Linked DNA regions of Zea mays: region 2 is linked to region 1. A link is a contact called in public Hi-C data. All regions are on one chromosome and are shown on one strand. The core of a region is the stretch at or near the end of the contact, and the rest is flanking DNA. Distances in the headings are between cores, read along the strand shown. Region 1 holds the start of LOC100278269. Region 2 holds the start of LOC100276733.

Region 1 (7,391 bases), core at 1,895-4,394:
CTCCCCCTGCTCCAGATTCTTTGTGGAAGCTGATTGCCTGATTCTCCGCGAGAAGTGATTCTCTGACTGAAATGATTATCTATGATTTTCTAGGATAAACTTATGCATACAATGATTCTGTGCATGAAGTGAATCAAAAGAAGCTACTTTTTTCAGGTGCCTCCTAGATCGTTTCAGATTTCGGAGAATCACTCCGCAGAATCAGCAAAGAATCACTTGTCAGTAAAGAACTGTTTGGCAGAGCTTCTCCTGCATTCAGACCAGAAGTTGCTCTGGGAGCTCTGCCAAACTGGCCCTTAATTCAGTGTCTCTTTGTTAAAAAAATCCCCAATAAGTGATGATCATTGCCACCAGTTCACCACTAGGAATGGACAATTTAATAGGATTTTTTTGGCTGAAACTGTTGCCTTGAAGATCAAATGGACATATGTTTGCAAATCCTGGATTTTCTGTCAATATGACAAATGTGGCCTAGTAATAAATGTTTCTTAGTTGACAATATCTTTTGTGCTGCAGCCCTGTGGGGGATTTGTTAACTAAGGAACAGTATCTGTTTTCAGGGAACTTTGTGAGAAGTGTGAGTCCCTCCTGTTAATGATATCAGCCATGCTTCAAGGCTGGAGTATTCTGTCCAATCAAGAAAAGACCAGAGTTCATTTTCATGTTGGAAATGCTCAAAGTGCTGGCCATCAGGCCTCAAGGATTGACTGTCTAGGCCAAGTTGATGGTGAACAACAAGTACCTGTACAAGACAGCACTGGATTGGATGAAGAAGGAATTACCAGCAGAGATCTCAAATCTTCTGGTGGACTACTCACCTTATGGCATTGCTGAAAAGGGGAAGTGGAGGAGTTTTTTTACAGTTTGGTGATGAGTGGAGGGTGTAGTGTATTTTAGTTTGCAATTACACTGTTTGAGCTGGTGTGCTGCTGTCGGGTGTTTCCTTGTAATGGTGATGATACCTGAATGCTTTAACTGTTGGTCCTTATGATAATGGAATGGCCAGGGCTTTTTCCCTGAAACTTATATGTTTGCAAGTCCAGATCAACTTATAACAACATCCAATTTGGAGCTGAAACCTGGAGGGCTAATGCAACAGTGTAACAGTGTAGTCCTTAGAAAACATACTGAAAGGCACACGGAGGGCTAATGCATCAGTTGCAAAATGCACATGCTAATGAAGCACTGGATACAACTGTATGTAAATGAAATGATAAATGATAAGATATTGAGCAAAATAGGTAGAGGTTACCTATCCTAGCAGCCTTCCAAAAGAAACCACGGAACCTGCAAATTGAGGTAAGATGATGAGCTAAATGTATGTCTTATAGAGTACAAAGTATAATTTAAGCTCAAACCGTGAAGTTTTGAATGTGGGAAACTATGTTTGAAAACTAAAGACACACACAGTAGGTGGATGTTAATGTTTAATCTAAGTATCACATTAGAAGGTCAGTGATGAACTCCCCACATGACTACATAAAATAATTAGCATATTTCCTCATTGCAATTGCCTTTGCTAGTTTGTTTTAACTTGTTTCCTACACCTGGCCACAATAAGGTTGCCCCTTAATTCTGAAATGGCGGGCACCTTAGAAGTTAGAAGAGCAGCATCACAAACTAAGTAGAAATGGATTAGGCAATCAGGAACAAGATCCATTTACCCCCATGCAAATTATAAGATCTCGAATTCTCAATGCAAAAGCCATTTCAGTGACATTATTTAATTAGGTAAATTACGGCATAATACAATTATAATGCTTTCAAGAATTGCTAAGAATCTAGTACCTAAACTGTAATGAAGTGTCATGTGGGTGTGCCTCTTGCTTTAGTTAGAACAGACAACAGAGACTATCTAAGTTTCTGCTGATGTGTTTGCAATCAAGCGTATGTATAGTTGATTGGCAACAAAGTTTTTTTCTAGCTTTGCCTGCAAGATTACAACTGAGTCATAGATCAATTATCAATGATTACACAGTACAACTTGATAGAGATTCATGGTAATTTCATAGTGGCAAAATTAATCATTTAAAAATCTGGATTTAGGGACAGTCTCCTAACACACAATGACTTGATTTTTGTCTTCCTTCCCAAAAGCTGTCTACTTAAAGATCACTGTTTCTGAGATTTTAGGGTCTACCATAAATAATGTAGTGCTCCAATCCTCTTTAATTCACTCACGCACAAAGCAACTGGCCTGTTTTCTTAAAGATAAATACTCTTTTTATGAGCAATTCTGATATAAACGAATTGCTAATAAATACTAGCAGTACCAAAAGTAGGGTTTGCTCTTATTATGAGATCTGGAAAAGGATATCAATCGGAAGGAAAAATTGTTTATTGTTTGGCAAATTCTAACATATTACGGACATCTAGAGTATAGACAAGGACAGTTGCTATGGAAATTTTTGAGCGATTCTGATATTTGCCAGTACCAGAAAAGAGGTTCGCAAAATTGCTTCAAACCCATATTTCATAGACTTGGATGGACCAATAATTCATAAATGCAGTGGCAATTATAAACAGGAGACAACGTTCTGAATGACAAAATACCAATTATTTCGAAATTTTTAGAACTTCAACTAATAGGAGTAGGACTGTAGGATCCGAAAAGCCAAATAGGCGAAACACACAGCGTCGCTAAACTAGAGAACAAACTGAAAAAAAAAGGGCATTAGCCGCGCATCACACAGGTGACAGGTTGCACATTATTATTCCCACATCCCGACATCAGGCCATACCCTTAGACAGTACACCGCAATAATATTCGCTGAGGCTTCTATATAAAATAAAAAAAAAGTCGAGTATGAAGGCGCACCCTGTCCGGCGGATGAGGAGGGAGGGGAAGTGCATCTTGAGGTACGTGCAAGTGCAGATCAGCAGCAGCACCACCGTCACAAACGAGTGGAAGTTGAAGAGCGCAGACTGTATCAGCCGAGAACGACGGCATCGGGCAAAAACAAAAGTGAGATCAGGACCGAGAAATCCAAGCACGAGTAGGGCTCAGATCGAGCCGTGGTGGAGTTACCATGAAGCACGAGGAGGAGGCCGCGGACGCGGAGGAGGACGGAGGCCGAGAAGGGAGGCGGGAAAGAGGGCGGCGACCGAACGGGGGGACGGACGACGCGGTTGCGGCGGATCGGCGGAGGCACGGAAAGGACGGAAGCCGAGCGCCGATTTGCGGATTGTTTTCTCCTCTTGCGTGCGTGTTATTTTTTCCAGTTGGTGATCTAGTGCTAGATCGAAGATCGAACGGTCTGAATGTTAGCAACCCAGCGTCGTCTGCTTCAACGTCGTGTCCTGAACTGGTGATGACGAGCACGAGCCCAGAAGGAGTAGCAGAGTGGTGAGGCCCAACACGAGGTATCCAAGTGCTAAATTGGTGTATTTCTTTCAATATTGTTATATTGAGATCTTCTTAAAGATCTAAATACCCCCAAAAAAACAACATATTCAACTCCAACGGCACCTTATTTTGTCCCAAAACTAGTCAAATGCTACGTTCTGTTGGATCAGGGATTCATTTGATCGTTCCATTGATTTTTCACCGGAAACTCGACTAGCTAGCTAGCTAGCACAGATCGAGACGATGGTTCTCTGTCACTGACGATGGTTTAACGTATTTGTTTGCTGGGAAGAACTTGTTTGGAGCCGGAAAAGAGACGACCTCGAGCACAGTCAAATGGGCGATGTCGCTGCTGCTGAACAATCCAGGGACACTCGAGAAGGCACAGTCGAATGAGCGATGTCGAATGCCACCGACGAGGCGAAGGCGGCGGTGGCCGAGTCGTCCGAGTTGCTGGCGGCCATCTGCGCGGGTCTTGCTGCACTGCGCGCGGTGAGATGGTGCTTGGCAACTCGACGAATATTTACGCCAAGAAGTTGTGGCTTTGGGACGCTGGAATAAATTAGGAGCATACATTGGAAACTGTTGGACATGGGTTTTTTTCTTTTTTTTCTCTCCTAAAATGACGTTTTAGGAATACTGTTTGGAGGCCGTTGGAGATGCTGTGAATGGTTCGGTCTAATGGTTGGATAGGTATAGCCCATGAGTATGTTATAGCTATATAAATAGAATACACACCTTGTCTGTAATAAGTGATCCGGCATTTAAGAGTTGGAGACGGAGTTGTTGTCGGTCATCTCTTGTCGCCCAAGTTAGATCGTAACATTTGATATTTGGAGCTGGAAAATCTTTAAAGTCCGCTTAAGCGCCACGCACAAGAAAATCTCTTGTCGCCCAAATAATAGAAAGCAGAAAAGCATCATCATTAAAGCAATGGGATTCATATTACTGCCACGCACAAGAAAATCTATGTACAAAACATACTCTTAATTGTTGATTTCAAGTCCGCTTAAGGCGAGGCCATATTATCCGTTCATGGAGACATGGGCAGTTGACCCAATATTGTTCGGCCTTGTTCAAGCAATACCTTGATTCAACCCAATAAAATACCAATAGTAAAATAAATCTTTATCCCACGCTCTATTGTTTCTAGCTGATTAGGACTGTCTCCGCTTAGCTCCACGAGCCTTCGTCGTCGGCACAATCGCCAACTCCGTGTGTGGTGTGCCTCAACGGCCCAGTCAAATCCACACGTCTCCATCCAGGCTTAGCTTCGCACTTCGTCGTGTGCCCTCGTTTCACCCATCACCTAGCTCCACCTGTCCAGCGCGACTCTATCCGGCCTAGCTCTGCGATTCACCCCTTGACCCCTATTCCGCTAATCGTGCAGCACTGGTTCCTATTGTATTGCAACCCCTGTCACCATTCGCTCATCCCTATTCTTAGAACGACGAGGAGCTCAAAGCAAATCAACACAGCAGCATCCGCCTAGATCCACGCAACAAGATGACCAATGATTAGTTAAATGATTTGATGATGCGCTATATCAAAAGAGAAATCTTAAAAGGACTTGATGTTCAGAAAATTAAAAAGACATCTCAAAGTAAGAAAAATATATAAATGCAGTTGTCTAGGTTTTCTAGAACTAGACTAAACTATAGGTATATTCTTATATCGTTTTTACTTCAACTAGGTCAGTGCCCGTGCGTTGCAATGGAAACATATAACATCACGATAACTTATAAATAAATGAGTGTTATACTGTTATGAGATGGAGGATGACATCTTTGAGCTGTCTGAGATGACGTCGAAGCAAAACTTGGGTTGCGGTCGAGCGCGTCCGTTTGCGAGGCACGCGAGGTGGAGGGCGGTGGGTGGGGGTCTCGGTGAGAGGACAATCTCCAGTGGACGGTGATGGAGTGGTGGTGCGCGGTCGAGAAGGTGTATGTGGGAGCCAGCGGAGGGACAACGCAACGGGCGATAGAGCAACGTCGGGGTCTGTGTCCGGTGGAGCTTCGCGCTACGACGGTGGGAGGGAGGAGAGGCAGGCCGCCGAGGACGGTCTCGCCTGTGGATTCGCGCGAGTGAGACTGGGAGAGGAAGAGGTTGTCTCGGTCGGAGGCATCAACATCGTGCCTTGATAGCAGCGGAGGCGGGAGTGGAGGGGGGGCATCGCGGGAGGCAGGAGCGGGAGCATGGCCTCTTCCCTATAGTTGTACGCCCTTCCACATATAATAGTAGTAGGGACTACTAGATTATCATTTTTTAAATCAAAGGGATGGGCACCTGATATATTGATTTGATCACATGTTCCAGTTATTATAGTTTAGTATGTCATTTGTATAGTTCACATGATTAGCAAATTGAACAAAACTATCATTAGGACTGAAAATAGTCAGTAACGTTATCTTTTACACAAGATGATTTCTGGTCGGTCAGAAACTTACCATATTTTCAATTTAGCTATTCAGTGACAGGCCAATATGGTACTAACATAAATTATAAAATTATAGTTTTAAATACAGTAATGATCAAAAGTAATGATCAAAAACAGACAAATAAAATCACTTTTATGGAAACGATTCCTAGTAAACGGGTTTATCACAATGGCTAATGGCCAACTTAAAATTAGAAAGTGGAATAGATAACACATAAGCTTTTTAATTAAAAAACACATAAAAGAGCCACTAAATAAACTTGCAGGTACAAATGTAAAGAAAGGGGCCATAGCACACTAAAAAAGGTATTAGAAAAATACTAAACTATTTGGGAACATATCTGGTGCAAACCAACTGTTGGGGACTTGTTCTCAAATGATATGAGTTAAGAACAAGGCAACACAAAATATTAAATGTTAATATCCTTCGTCCTTCGAAGCATTATTTTCCTTAGGATATAACGATCTTTGGACGAAGGTTATGAAGGATATACCTTCATAAATATGACATGTATAAACAAAGGATGAAGCTTATAAAACACAGGAAAACAACATAAATAATGATATATATAAACATTTATTATTGAACAATCATGAATACATGAAAACAAAATTACATTTGTACCTTGAGTGCGACAGAAGGCAAGGGCAAAAGTAAGATGCGAAAAAACGTGAACAGTACAGGGGTACTGTTCATCTATTTATAGGCACAGGACGCAGTCTGTGAGAAATTACATTCATGCCCTTTACAAATGGTTACAATCATAACACAGGTAGTTATGGGCCGATTGGTCATTTCATCTTTAAGTCGGTGCATCTGGAGATACGCTACGAAGCTCCCTGATTGGTAGCTTCGGCATTGTGCTTTTGGCCTTCCGAAGGTGTTTCTTCTCACAGGACCTTCGGCCACGAAGCATACCCCCAACAGTAGCCCCTTCACGGTGCCAGATCGTTTTTCGTAACGAGCTCGACCCGTGAAATATTCTTTTAGGCTTCGGAATGCCGAAGGTCCGAAAAACACCTTCCCTGAGCTCGTTGTCGAGAAATAATTTAAATATTCCTAGCGTGAGGTGGTCCCACCATAGAACGGGTACGCACGATCTGGTGATTCTCCTTCTCGTGGCCTGCGGTCCACTGTTCAGTGAACGCAAGCGACTGTTCGGCGGGTGTAGGTAGCTTGATGATTCACCTACCCACCTGCGGCACTATATAAACAAACGGGCAGGTGTGAAGTTACCACAGCATTCATTACTATCGTACTGTTGTGCTGTTGAAAAATTTGATCATAGCCGAAGCTTATTCTTTGTATTCTCAGTTAAATCATCGTCTTGTTTTTAGCTTCGTCAAAAGAGAGAGCTTCGGCAAAATCAAAAAGTAATCAACTTCATCAAAACCGCAAGAGATTCAGCATCAAATGGCCAGGGTGCGCTCAACTGCTAGAGTCACACGCGATGGGGAAGAGGCCGAAGCTGCCGAGACCGCCCCGATTTCTGAAGTGATGAGACAATCAGGCTTGGTTGTGCCAGAGGGTGTTGTTTACGAAGGTGCACCTACTACCGAAACCGAGCAGGCTGATATTGAAGAAGGTGAGGCTGATGAAGAAGAGAT
Region 2 (7,391 bases), core at 2,030-4,529, 550 kb after region 1:
CCATTGGATTCGGATTCAAAGGCCCGGATTTAATTAACCCTAGATCTAGTTCCTGCCGTACGACGCGAGATCAACGACATGGATCTATCCGAGCGAAGGGGTACGCGGCGCCTAATCTAAGCCGTCCACCTAGTCATCAATTGCCCACGACCTTCTTCTCTCATCCGCAGCCTGAGATGACGGTGGAACGCGCCCTACGCGACGGCGCTACTCTTGCGAGCAGGCGGTCCGGAGCATAAGTGAATGAAATCCCATGCGGGCGTGTGCTAACTTTATCCTCATATTATATTATGAAATTAAAAGTACCAATTTTGGAGATATATAAATTTTCTTTATACTTTATATTCTTTCTATTTCTCTTTTGTCCCCTTTTTCCTCATTTTCAAATCCAATTTCAAATTTGGTTTTTCCTCAAATCTTCATTTCACTATTATTATATTTTTATTCATATTATTATTATATTAAATGCACAAACTAAACTCCAATATGATGCATGGATATTTTTTGTGTTTTAGTAAAGACTCATTCTCTTTTAATTAGGTTTAGTCACATGTCTCAAGAAGTAGATGGCAAATCACATAAGGAGATCAACTCTTATATAAGTCTTATAATTTGGGTATTACAGAAGTGCATCTTCATTTTGGTTCTGGTCTATGGGAGTGAGAATAGAACCAACTATTGTAGTCTTCTTCGAAGGCATGACGAAGCTCTTTATGGTAATCGTGAGTTCATCAGGGGTGGACGCTAATGTTGGTCACTTGTTTCTGACTCCTTTGGGATATCAAAAACAAGGTAACACAGTTAATCCAAGATTCATCTTTATACTTGAACCAATTCCCCTCAAGGAAGAAGTTGATTAAAGGATGAAGACATTGGAGATTGATAGAAGATAAATGAAGGGCATAAAGGACAAATCATACAATATATAGAAATGAAGCACATGATTCAATCTTATTAAACATCACTTTCTTCTATTTTCATTATTCAACAAAATATTACAAGTGTACCTTTGGCTATTGTGAGTTACAATACGAAGATAAGAAGAATACAACTTCATAGGCAGCGCAAAACAACTATCCTCAGCCGAAAAAGCGTATCTAATACATGACACCATTCCTCTATATATAGTCGCGGAGTTCAGGTTCGGCAAAATTACAACCATGTCCCCAGACCTATACATACGAGCTATTGAATGAATCAAGGGCACTGTTGTCATTTTCCTTCATAGTTTTGTTGAACAAGTCTTGAGAATTTAGCCTTGCTTCGACCAGTTTCTCTTCTGCGTGTATGCGCCGTCGATTCGAAGCTTCAAGCTTTGTTTTTGTGACCACAACATCTGCATGTCATCTCTAGCCGAAGGCATCATTCGGTATATGCTCTGCTACAATTTAAAATAGACTTGACAATGGTTAATGGATAAGCATTTTGAGGACCTTCGATTAAAGAGCCCCCCCCAACAACAGGTATCCTCATCTAACCTCCAGCAAACATGACACCGAGTATCTAGTCTCAAAGCTCTACTTGTAATCTTTATTTTCAAAATCTATAACACTATATAATTCATCAGTTAAAACTTTGCTAAACCCACCCAACCAAATCACCCTCACACCTATAAGCTTCCCTACGTACACCAAACAAATTGCACCCACAAATAACACACCCTCAAAATCAACGGTTCAGATCGCCCTCTCTCCCTCCCCTCATCACTCATATCCAATGGTCAGTGTTATTTGGATCATCCTTCCTCCCTCACTCACGCAGCATGATGCCCACCTATGTCTGGCATCTTCGCACCGTTGTTGCTCACAAGGGCACAACCACACATGCACAGTCGCTCTTCACCTCTTCCCTACGCTGCACACGCCGCCCGCCACTCACCTCGCCTGACAGCCTGAGTCACCTTTGCTCTGCATTGCGCCTACTGGCTACCTCTCACCTCTGCCCGTTGCGCTGTCCCGCCTCCATGACTCCATAGGCCACGGGCACGAGGCGAAGGAGGAAGACACCACTATCTCTTTGCCAATGGCGAGTTTGGAAATGCCAGTGGCCAGTTCTTTTCCCCAATCCTAGTGCGCAGTTATGTCCAACCATCCCCAATCTCCAGTGGCAAGCCGACAGTACAAGGTAACTGGGTAAGTACAATCTCTGATTTTGAAAAGAAGGATCTTCTAAATTTTAATTGGCATTTCTACAAAAGATACAATAATTGTCAAGAAAATTCTCAGTGAGCTTTATATGAATTTTTTATCTGTTTCTTATTCTATGTGTGTTGAGGTGAGAAATGATAAAGTTGTGCAACGAATGGTATAAAAAACTAAACATTGGCCATTGCTTGAAATACCAATTTAGAGGACCAAGACCATCTTTCCAATCCCTACTCTGCATATTCCAATTCCAAACTTAATGCAATGTTTAGGGTTGTGTATGTGGAAACTCAATTTTTAATGAAAACTGATGTAATTTATGGTTGTGAATGAAAAACATCTATCTGAAGTTGACTTGTGTCTACAAAAGCATTTAGATACTATTTTTGTGGTGCCCCCTCTTATTTCCCATTGTCCCCTTGAGATGAGATTACATTCATGTCTGTCCAATCAACCTTGCATGTTTTCACATTGCTATACCTTTCTGATAAATTTACAAAAGATCATATTTGGTGTGGATATGCTGATATCATGGGCCCTTTGGAGACATTCCATGGCTTCTTTAATGATGAAGATGAGAACTCATCTCTTCGAATAATATGGACAAGGGTTTCGTGATAAATGGGCATTTGCACACAATGTGTATGAACACCACCAGGCACAAGGATTTTTCAATACCGAATATCAGTCAAATATTGTCGATCCCCTTCTGAGAGTATTGAGGCTTCTTGATGAAGAGAGGGTAACAATACATCTAATATGTATCAACACTTGAAAAACAATACAATGTGTATGTTCATTTTCTATTAATTTCAGTGTTAGCACGATTTCAGAGATTAAGATAAGAAATAAAGATTCAAATTTTTGTACTCCCATTATCTCGATCACTTTATTGTATTTTAGATTAGATTTGTTATACAATTAGCTTACTAGTCTAGAGTAGAGTTTGAAAACCGTTAGGCATACTCTTAAGGCTAGCCTGGGAATTCTATTTTTCCAAAGAATTTATATTTTATCAAGAGAAAATAAACTAATTTCTCTTAAAAAATAAAAATATCGTGAGAAAATATGACAAACTAGCCCTTAGAAATTTAATACGACTGATTTCAAGAGGCGTCTACTTGTGACCCGACCCATAAACAAGTTTGGGGCTGGCCCAACCCTCAGCATACAGGCACGAAACCTCGCGCCGCCACCAAATCTCCAGCGAGCGAAGAGGCGGCTCCGGCGAGTGCGCGGCAACGACGAAGGCGTCGGGGCCAGTGGCGAGAGGAAGAGCATGCTGAAGTTCCTGTCCAAGGTGGTGGTGGAGTACTGCCCTCTGGACCCGCGGAAGGCGGCGGCAGTGGAGCTCCTCGCGCAGTGCAACGGCCGCAAGGCCAAGGACTCCAACCCGGCTTGCTCGGTCGAGCTCCGCCGCCTCCCCTCCCCAGCTCCGTCCACGGACCTCAAGTCGCAGCCGACTCTCCCGCCTCCGAGGGTCCTCGTGACCTACTTCACCGGAGCTGAAGAGGCCATCGTCTTTGCTGAGGGAGCTACGGCGCAGGGCATCCGGGACCAGATCGTCGCACGGGGCCGGCTCATCGATACGGAGAAGATGTTCCGCGACGGCGGGGAGAAGTGGCCCGTCGTCATCCCCGAGGAGGAGCTTGGCATGTCGTTCCCTGGCATCAAGGTACGGCATGTTTTCCTTTTTGTGCTTATCTTTCCATTTCGTCGAACGCCAGGCGTGCGTGGGTGTTTCTTTTCTTTCTACACTGCATTGAACACTCTCTGGATCATTTCTTTGTATTTGATGTGTCTGTTAAGGTATCCGTTGGGCATCTTGTGCGTTTTACCATTGTGTTTGTTTCGACCGGTGATGTAGTTTGTTTACACTGCTTATCGCTTTGTCGAACTCGAAATGAATGCATGGTTTGCTTGTCGCCGAAATTTGGTACTGCTTTTAGTGTGGTAATGCATCATGATCCAAATGTCTCTTCACAATTTGTTTGAACCATTAATTAAGTTTACTTCAAAAATGAATAGAAATAGAGCCCGATTCAAGGTTTTAAAGTCGGCTAGTCGACTCTAGTCGCCTGAGCACCGATAAGGTGACTAATCGCGATTAGTCATTGATTTGCTTGATTAGTCGAGCCTAGTCGACTCCTAATCGTCCTATAGTCGTCCACCTATAACAAGACCATATGTGTGTGCGCGTGCGCGCGCGTGTATAGCTGTAGCAGGACTACAGTACAACAATACACTATAGCTGTAGCAGACACGCACAATACTGCTGAACAAGTGAATAAGCAAAAGAACAAAGGGATTACCGTCTGAAGAGATGCTCATCTCGGTCTGAAGTTCAGAACAGACTATGAACTGTGAACTCTAAAGAAGTCTAATGTTCTTTGGAGTGGTTAGGAAGTCTGAACTGTGAATAAGTCTGAACTGTGAACTCCGAAGTTCAGGACAGCCGCGCGCTGGAGGGTGGACTCTGGTGGAGGCATGGAGTAGAGGCGGGCGCCACACACTGGAGGGTGGAGGCTCGAGTAGAGGCCTCTGCAGCAGCCACGCGATGGAGCAGAGGGCCACCGGAGCAGAGGGCCGCGATGGAGTAGAGGGCCGCCGGAGTAGAGGGGGCGCAGCCGCACGCTGGAGAAGGGGCGACGGCTACTGTCTGGCTGGTGTGGTACAGGTAGGGCAACACAATGTTTCTACTTTTTACTGTAGAGATGGTGGGCCGGCTGCGGGCCCATAGGACAGAGGACATATTACAGGCCCAAACCAGGCATAAACTAGGCGGTCATAACACTTAATCTCACGACTAATCGTGATTAGTCAGTGACTAGGATGACTAATCGGTTCCTAGTCGCTCGATTATCGGATGACTAATCGCGATTAGTCAGTGACTACGACGACTAATCGGTTCCTAGTCTCCCTAATCGAGTCGAAGCTCCTAATTTAGCTTACTCCGGCGATAAGTCCGACTAATCGCGATTAGTCGGACGACTTTAAAACCTTGGCCCGATCCTATCCTGATTCGATTCTTAAATTTTATAGTGCAAAGTTTAAAGCCCATTATCAACTGCTTTTTTCCTTCCAAATTATAGATCGTTATGGGATTCTATACATAATGTATATCTAGGAGCATAAAAAAAATTATAGATCTAAGTGCATGGCATCTGGTGTACATAGAAAAGCCAAAATAACATATAATTTGGGCATGAGTAGCTAGGGGTGGTAATGGATCGTGATCCAAATGCTTCTTCACAAAATGGTAGAGCCCTAACTAAATTTTAGTTCAAAAATGAATAGAAATAGGGTCTGATCCTAATCAGATCTGATCATTAAATCTTATAGTATAAAATTGAGAGCCCATTGTCACCTCTAGAAGTAGCTGCCTAGAATGGTATCATCTGGGTCAGCTGGGAAGTTAAGGATGTGTTAGATTCCTGTAACTAAAGTTTAGCACGTGTCACATCAAATGTTTAAATACCAAGTCCGAGAATTAAATATAGTCTAAATACAAAACTAATTACATAGATAAAGACTAAACGATGAGACAAATTTATTACGCCTAATTAATCCATGGTTAGCAAATGTTTACTGTAGCATCATATACGCGAATCGTGAACTAATTAGGTTTATTTGTATAGTTAGTTTTATAATTAGACTATATTAAAAACTTCTAACTAGTATTCAAACAACTGATGTGACAGACAAATTTAGTCCGTTGGATCCAAACGTGCAGTAAGGCATGTCGTGTATGTACAGCTTACCAACATCTCATTTACCACCTAGTCAAAGTTCATTATAACCAAGATTGCAATAAATGTTGCAGTGTAGAAAAGCATGTTCGTGCAAATGGTTAAACGCAGTTGCATAGGATGCTTAGTGAAGGGCAGGTCTACTGCAGTGGTGAAAGCTGTCTCACTGAGTCAACAGTTCGTGGGTTCGAATCCAGCACTGGATCTGCATAGGATACTTAGTCTAAAAGAGCATGTATGTGCAAACCGTAAATCTATCATCAGCTGGATCATTGGTTTATTCATTCTTGGAGATGTGGATAACTGGATATTCAAGTCAAAACTGAAAGAGTTACAGGAGACTACCAGTTCCTGGTTGAGAATTTTTTTTCTAGCAAGCTATATTTAATAAGTTACACATCAGCACCTTTTAGGGCCTTAGTTGTTCACACTCCATAGATGTCCAATTCGCTGGCATATGATAAGGTTGCTCAATAGGTATCCAGGGCATTGCCTGTTGGTTATTCTTGCATGATTAGTGTAGATGCTCAGATGTTTTCTTGAAAATTGCCACATCATTTTATTTCCTATGCCCTCCATTTGTTAACCCTTCTCCTGTTTCATTTCAGCAGTGCAAGTTTTGCTCGAATAAGTCACTGGGATCAGGATTGATGCCACAATCCATGATCTTAGTTTCTGGATTATGGGTGGTTTGTGTTGAGAGCCAATTAGTTACATCGGATTAGTTACAATCCAGCCGGGACCCGTTGAGCTACCTCTGCTGCATAACGAGATGCACGCGGGCGCTCAGAGCAGCCACTGCCGCCGTTGGATGCACGCGGGCCACCACCACAGCCACCGTCGACTCGTCGCGATGCGCCTGCCTCCTCTAGCATCGGGATGCGCCTGCCGCTTGGCGTCGTGGCGCTGGGGCCTGGTGCTGGTTAGGGTTAGGGTGTGGTGGTGGCATGGTGATGGTGCGGTGGCTGGGGCCAGGTTGCCTGCGTATGGTGATGGTGGCTGGGTTAGGGTTAGGAGTGTTGTGGACCCCGCGTCACTAGTCTAGTGACTAGTGGGCTGTGCTGCTGTGTTCTCCGTGTCCTGTGTTCGCTGGTAGGGATCGGTTCCTTAGTGTTTTGGTTTGGTTGCACCCAGGAACTGAAGACTGAAGTACACATATCTTGAAACTGAAACCGAAACCAAAGACCGAAAAAACAGGAGTTCGGTTCAGGTTTGGTTTCATGCTTTCGGTTTAAATGTGCCCATTCCTAGTTGTCACAGGCTGCTTAGGCTCCGGATGGTTTTTTGGTCATGTTTTTTTTCTCTTTGCAGCGAGTGGTGTTGTTAGTCGTGTACTAGGTGGCCTAAGGGAGTTGGCTTTGCCTGATTGCCTCTCCTTTGTTTTTTTTCTCCTGCATAGTTTGAGGGAAAAAACTATTGTACCTTGTTGTGTTCCCAATATTTGTTGTTACAACAGGACTTCTATATCGAGGTCTGTCATGTGTGCAGTGGATGACAT

What was found. A called contact is a pair of places that touch in the nucleus more often than the background predicts.
Region 2: a Hi-C map of tassel shows a contact between it and region 1, with 4 times the contacts expected there. The contact joins the promoter of LOC100276733 here to the promoter of LOC100278269 in region 1. A contact is called at or near these places in 4 of 25 Hi-C or Micro-C datasets (ear, leaf and tassel).

What each region holds. Positions count from the first base shown.
Region 1 is chr5:134,412,220-134,419,610 of Zm-B73-REFERENCE-NAM-5.0, forward strand. LOC100278269 reads right to left here and starts at 3,145. Exons shown (of 5, transcript NM_001365089.1): 1 at 3,029-3,145; 2 at 2,819-2,925; 3 at 1,253-1,287. The coding sequence starts at 3,031. LOC111589343 (a long non-coding RNA gene) reads left to right here and starts at 3,264. Exons shown (of 2, transcript XR_002748352.2): 1 at 3,264-3,363; 2 at 3,639-3,893.
Region 2 is chr5:134,961,548-134,968,938 of Zm-B73-REFERENCE-NAM-5.0, forward strand. It overlaps LOC100276733, which reads left to right and starts at 3,280. Exons shown (of 2, transcript NM_001371574.1): 1 at 3,280-3,819. The coding sequence starts at 3,424.